Linked DNA regions of Capra hircus: region 2 is linked to region 1. The links are chromatin contacts, called in public Hi-C maps. All regions are on one chromosome and are shown on one strand. The core of a region is the stretch at or near the end of the contact, and the rest is flanking DNA. Distances in the headings are between cores, read along the strand shown.

Region 1 (3,249 bases), core at 612-3,111:
TGGATTTTCCAGGCTAGTGTAGGACAATCAGATCCCCCAGCGAAGGAGTATTCAAACATCATGTCCCTTCATTCTGTCCTGCTGATCCTTGTACTTAGTAATTTACAAAGAGTTCTGTAGCATGTTTCAAAGTCAAAGTAGGCAAAAATAAAAACGAAAAAACCCCAAGAGTTTCATAGTTTTAAGATTGTTCAAAATGTCTTTCTCCTGAGAGCGAATGTGTTATTCTTCTGACACAAGAGGGCGCTATTTCTTCAGTTTATAATATTTATGGTATGGCCATTCCTATGGAAGAAAACTTGGTCTGCGGAACTCATAGGGCTTCCCAGGTGGCGCTGGTGGTAAAGAACTCGCCTGCCAATGCAGGAGAGGTTAAGAGGCTCGTCGGATCCCTGGGTCGGGAAGTCCCCCGAGAAGGGCATGGCAACCCACTCCAGTATTCTTGCTTAGAGAATCCCAAGTACCAAGTGAACAATGTCAAGGGTTTCAGAGCCTGCTAGCTGGCCACAGGGCTGCTGGTTGGAACATCCTTGAAATCAGAACCCACTACATCTCATTTATCTATGCAATGGCAGGATTAGTATCTAGAATCAAGGACCTGTGAACCGGAAAAAGTTACCTAAACTCTTCTTAGCCTAATAAGTGTGTTAGTCGCTCAGTCGTGTCCAACTCTTTGCCACCCCATGGATCATAGCCCAGCAGGCTCCCCTGTCCATGGAATTTTCCAGGTAAAAATACTGAGGTGGGTTGCCATTCCCTTCTCCAGGGGATCTTCCTGACCCAGGGATCAAACCCATGTCTTCTGCATTGCAGGCAGATTCTTTACCATCTGAACTACTACGGGCTCCTTTTAGCCTAATGATGAAAGTATTAACTCATAGAGTTGTGGGGAAGATTAAACGGGACGATCAATCTAAAGTATCTGACAACTTGCGACACATAGTAGGGATTCAATGAGCAGAAGTTATCACTTTGTTGCTTAGCACGGCTGACATATAGTGGTGCTTAATACGTGTTTCAGTGAATTAACGAATGAAATGTGTAGAATCATGAAGATTTTCCTGCACTGAGGAATCCAAATATTTTCAAGGTTTTTAAATGTGGAATCCGATAGTTGAATCACCTCAGGGCAAAGCAATCAGTCTGTCTGGATAAGATAATTCTGTCAATCTTCTCTACTCTTTTGAGAAAGCAGAGATCGGAGGGGGTAAGTGATGTGCCCTTGGCTTCAGAGCTGATGAGGGAAGCAGGATGAGACTGACTCTTGAGTCCTAGCTCAAGATTTAATTAACCATTAGGGACCTGTCGGACCAGCTGGGAGGGTGGGAGGACCGGAGGATGGGAAGGCAGGTCTTAATAGGCTGATCCTAGAAAACAAATAGGCTTTGGGCTTGGTTTCAACATGCTTACGAAGGCCACCTTTACACAAGTGACCTCACCCAGGTGTGGAAAGAACCAGAACCACAAAAGAGCTTCTTGTTTGTCCCGGGGCAAACTGAGGCTGCGCTTAGAGGCTCAGTCCCGTCTGAGTCTTTGCGACCCTATGGACTGTAGCCCACCAGGCTCCTCTGTGCTTGCGATTCTCCAGGCAAGAATACTGGAGTGGATTGCCGTGCCCTCCTCGGGGCAATCCATAATTGGCTTCTAATCTGAAGGGATCTGTAGGAAGCGGCTCTCACTTCTCCAAATATGCTTCTTCCTGTGTCACAAGAAGCCTTGGGTCACCTCCTTCCTTTGTGCAACAAAACAGCGATTCTGTCTCTGCTCTTTTTCTTTCCTGTTACAATTTGCTTTGCCTTTTCCGGGGCCCGATCCTCAGGACACAGCCCTGCTGCAGCCTCGGCTGGGTCTGTCAGCAGCCTCCCTGGGTTTCCTGACCTGCACAGAACAGCAGAAGACTGCTGAGCCCCGAGGCCCCTCCCTTTCCCTGAATAAAACAGGCTTCCCTGGGGTGGTCCAACCCCTCTGCTTTTGATCTGCCAGCAGGAAGCAATAAAAGGCACTTTCCACGTGCCTGTAGTAACTGCATTTTCCATATACAAAAACAAGGTTCATTACCCAACCAGGACAAGTGCCATTCTAAGGACTTTGGAACAAAAGACGTGAAACTGAACCGTGCCAGAAATCCCAGGATGGCTAGTTGCCATGCACAGTCCTCGTGGAAAATTGCTCCTCTGGGGAATGCCTGCTGGAAGTGCCATCTGCTTTTGCCACAGATTCAAGGCTGTGACTGTAACTCACATACTGGCCGTAGTAGGACTTTGGTTAACTCCGGCTCAGATTCTACTAGGAAACCAGGGCTGAACGGCTGTGTGCAGGAAACCTCTTTCCTGGACTTCGCTTGCTTGTTTTATCTGTGTAAAGATCCTATTCCCATGGGGGCTTTGCAAGATGTTTTTCACCTTCAACTCAGTTATGATTCTTTTAAACATATCAATCCAAGGAGGGGAGGAGGGAATGGGGAGTAATTACTAACGGGCACTAGTTTCTTTCTGGGGTAATGAAAATGTTCTAAAATTAGATTGTGGTGGTGCTTGCACTCTGAACATATTAAAAGCCATTGAACTATACATTTTAAATGGGTAAAATGTATGTGAACTATATCTCAGTAAAACTATTAAAATTTTTCAAAAATTCAATCCAATGACTTAAGAATATGCAATACATGTCAGGTACTAGGTTGTGTAGTGCTGAAGATAAAGTGGTGAAAATGCCATTCATTCCAACTGGTTGGTTCTCTACTATGGCCATGAAATTGAAATAGGAGGAAAAGGGACAGGACAAAACCTTTGAAAGAACGACATAGCCCAAGGGCACAGCATAAACTGAACAGAACCAAATGGGTCCAAGATGACAGACAAGGCAACTTGACTAAACCTTGACACTCGGCATAAACTCATTGTAACATGTCGGCAAGCTAAATGACAGGGTTAGAGCTGCCACGGCAGTTCCATCAGAGAAAACTGGACAGTGGCCAAACACCTGGAAATCCCAACCTTTCCCCCACAATAGTTGGAATAGTTCCGCCACTCGTTAGCCTATGAAATTTCCCAGTCCATAAAAGCTAATGACACCACATTTGGGGGCTGCACTCGCCCTCTGTGGCAGCCCACCTTCTGTCTGTGGAGTGTTTTTCACTGAATAAATCCACTTCTTACCTATCACTCTTTCACTGAATTCTTTCTGCAATGAGATATCAGGAACCTGGGCTTCATTAGGTCCTGAAACCTGTGATCTCAGTTGGAAGAC
Region 2 (3,384 bases), core at 151-2,650, 81 kb after region 1:
CAAAGCTTCCACTATGCAAATGGTTGGCAGCATCCAGGTTGTATTTATTCATCGCGGCAACAGTGAGGGGGAAGTTCCATGCTGTCCAGACACACGGGCTCCTCAGTTCTCTGAAGAAAGTCCCATAGAAACAGAAAGTAAACCCCAGAGGTGATTTTCTTCTGGCCTTGGCAAAGTTGAGGGAACCATAGGACTGGTTTCCAAGCTTGCTGGCAGAGCTGGGCTGGAACAGTGGCAGCAAGGGCTTGGTCAGCAGGCTCTGGGCCCAGCAAGGTGGGTTGGGGGCTGCAGTCTGTAAGCATGAGTGTCAACTAAAGCAGGTCGCATGTGGGAATGGGTTGAGAAAATAGATTTAAGACATGGAGATTTGTCCCAAGAAGAAAGGATCCACAGAGATCAAAACGTGACCAAGACCTGGAGGTGGGTGCAGGTGGAGTTGATGGTGGCAGTGACTCTGGGAGCAGGGCCCAGACCCTGACACCACAAGCTGGGTTGGATGGGAGGTGGGGAAGAAGGCCCCCTTTGAGGACGACTTTCTGTGTTCCTGACTCTGTGTTCAATACTTAATGGATAACTTTGGAACAGAGAAAGAATGCTGCTTAGGGGGTAGGGGTGGGGGGGTCCCAGGAAAGTTTGGGACAAGGCAGAGATGCGAAAGTCATGCTCAGATCTAAGAACAATCAAGGTAGGAGCATGACCTTCCCAAATCAGTCTCAGGGCTGAGTGAGATAAGAGAGAGAGAGAGAGGGAAAAAATGTTGCTCACCTGCCTGGGGCCAAGGTGATGTGATGTTGACCCGCTGGAACAGGTCAGTAGTGGTACCTGCCACAAGTGCAAGGCAGAAATCCAGGCAAAGCCTCAAACAGGCTAAACCACAGTGCCTGACCATCCCCAAAGACACACTGGCTCCTTTGTACCCGTGTAACCCAGTGGCTTATAATAGATTTACTATTTATATATCACTTTACAGTTTTCAAAGCACCTTCACAAATTAGGCTATTTAACTGATGTTCATTGTTGGATTATTAGGTATTGGATCAAGTGTTTCTCAGATTATTTTGTCTGGCCTCTCCGGTGTGACTCTGGCTAAGTTACTTGCCCTCTCTTAACTTCTGCCCAACTGAGAGAAGGCAACAATCAATCACTCTTCCACAACACAGAATGAGAGGTGCTGGTAGGGAATGGATTTGCCGGGCTTCAACAAGCTCTGGAGTCCACAGACATTCTAAAGAAAACCCATTCACTGGGCTCCAGGAAAGCAAATTCAGACGCATCACAATCTTTCCTTCAACCTAGCTTTTAAGTCCTAAGTCCTTCCAGAAGGCTTGTAGTTCTCTCACCCCTTGCCAAGCCTGGTTTCAAGAAGGGAAGTTAGGGCGGAGTTTCTGATTCCCCTTCAGCTCTATTTTTATCTGGAACGTTTCTTCCTGCACCACCGGTGATTGGCGCCTTCGGGGCTGAGGTAAAGTGCGCTGTCAGCAGGTCGCGAGCAATAAATAGCAGCGGACAGAGAGACTGAGACCGACGGACCGGCCCAGCATGTTTGCCAGGAGCAGCTCAATTAATAAATTGCTCTGTCCCTGGAACCTCTCCATTGTTCCAGGAGGACATGATGTTCACCTCTGACCAGGCCTTGCATGGCCAGTGTGGGGCACATGTCAGGGCGGGCACTGAGGCTCCCCACCCCCTTCTCCAGCGCTGTGGGGAATTCTGGCATCTTGAAGAGAGGCGAATCCTTAAACATCTTTTTTTGAAATCAGTATTTGATATTTAGGCTGAAATGGGGATAAACTTGACTTATAGCAGGGACCTGCCTTTTCCTCTAGAACAGCCTGTTCACAGATCAGAAGCTCTGTGTCCCAGCAGTTCTTTCCTATCTCGAAGCAAAGCCCTCTTCTCAAAGTTTTGCCCACACTTACTCAACTTCACCTGAGGTCATTGTGGGGCAGGTGGTTGCCCCTCCTGCTCCAATGGGACAATGTCATGGTATTACCAGTGATATTTCCTTCAGAGGTAGCACTCAAATATGAAAGCTCAGAGACACTTTCAGCACAAAAAGGAGGGTGTAGGACATGTATGTGAGAGTATGTGTGTGTGCGTATGCGCATGGATGTGTGTGTGGAGGGATGCAAGTTTGCAGCTGGAGCGTGCTTGTAGGCCATGAGCTCCATGGAAAGACCAAGATGTCTTTGTTGGGCAACTGCTACCCAGATTCTCTCAGTTTCAAGCTAGACATGAGCAGGTGGAGTGGAGAGGTTTGCAGCCTGTGTGCAAAATGCTATCATCATGGTCACCAAAAATAAAAGCTGAATGTCACTAAGACTGGACATTTTTAAAAAATTATGAAAGTCAGGGGCTTTTGTAGGCCACATGTAATAAGGCAGAAGTGAAGTGTCTGTTTCCAGGGCTTGCTGACTCCTCGAATGAGTCTTGGTGGCAAATGGCATGCGAGAGTGAGCAGTGACTGTGGTTCACTGAGGTCATTGCCAAGGGTTCTTAGAAATAGCAGTAACAGCGCTTCTGAAGCTCTTATGTCCTAGGCCTTGTCCCCACACTTCAGATACATAGTAAGTCACTTGACCTGCAGAACCACCATGTGAACAACGTGCTACTGTTATCCCTACCGAGGTACAAATGGAGAAAGTCATTTGCCCAAGGTCACTGAGCTAAGGAGATGGAGCAACTCAGTGGTCAAATCCAGATAGTCTGGTTCTCATCTGCCATGCTATTTGACTCTCGTGTTGTTTATTAGCTCAACAAATATTTTCTGAGCGTTTCTATGACCAAAGCACTCAAACCAAGTAAGAGAAATAAGATGCAAAAATACTTGTCAAAAGTTCAATCCAGGACTTCCCTGGTGGCCAACTGGTTAAGAATCTGCCTGCCAATGCAGGGGACATGGGTTTGGTTCTTGGTACAGGAAGATCCCACATGCCTCAAGGCGACTCAGCCTTTGTCCCACAACTACTGTGTCTGCACACCCTAGAGCACATGCTTCACAACAAGAGAAGCCACCACAATGAGGAGCCCCTGCTCTCCACAATTAAGAGTAGCCTCCACTCTCTGCAACTAGAGAAATCCTGCATGGAGCAACGAAGATCCCCCACAGCCACAAATTTTAAAAAAATGTTTTAAGTTCAATCCAGGGCAGTTGCTCATCCCACTAGATCCAGTCATGCACTGGACTCGCTCCAGCGCATTTTGCCAGCCTCCAGTTTCCGAAGCGCCCTTTGGCTAAGGGGAGACTGTCTCTGATAGAGCCCTCTGCAGGCCAGGTCTTTGTAGAATGAGGAACCCAGCCTTGTCCTGCCTCCTAGATCCCTGGGCCCTCCGCGACCCACCCCCCAGGGCAACTTTAATTCCTTTCCAGATAGAGCCACACCC

What was found. A called contact is a pair of places that touch in the nucleus more often than the background predicts.
Region 2: a Hi-C map of blood shows a contact between it and region 1, with 2.5 times the contacts expected there. The contact joins two enhancer-like sites. A contact is called at or near these places in 3 of 5 Hi-C or Micro-C datasets (blood and liver).

What each region holds. Positions count from the first base shown.
Region 1 is chr3:118,968,985-118,972,233 of ARS1.2, forward strand. No RefSeq gene overlaps it. Among named protein-coding and RNA genes, the nearest start is that of CREG1, 32 kb to the left of the region's middle. Within about 2 kb of position 1,862, at least 2 of the 5 cell types and tissues checked have an H3K27ac peak or open chromatin away from gene starts, as enhancers often do.
Region 2 is chr3:119,050,116-119,053,499 of ARS1.2, forward strand. The region is part of intron 1 of RCSD1 (capZ-interacting protein); the gene reads left to right. Among named protein-coding and RNA genes, the nearest start is that of TRNAP-CGG, 30 kb to the right of the region's middle. Within about 2 kb of position 1,401, at least 3 of the 5 cell types and tissues checked have an H3K27ac peak or open chromatin away from gene starts, as enhancers often do.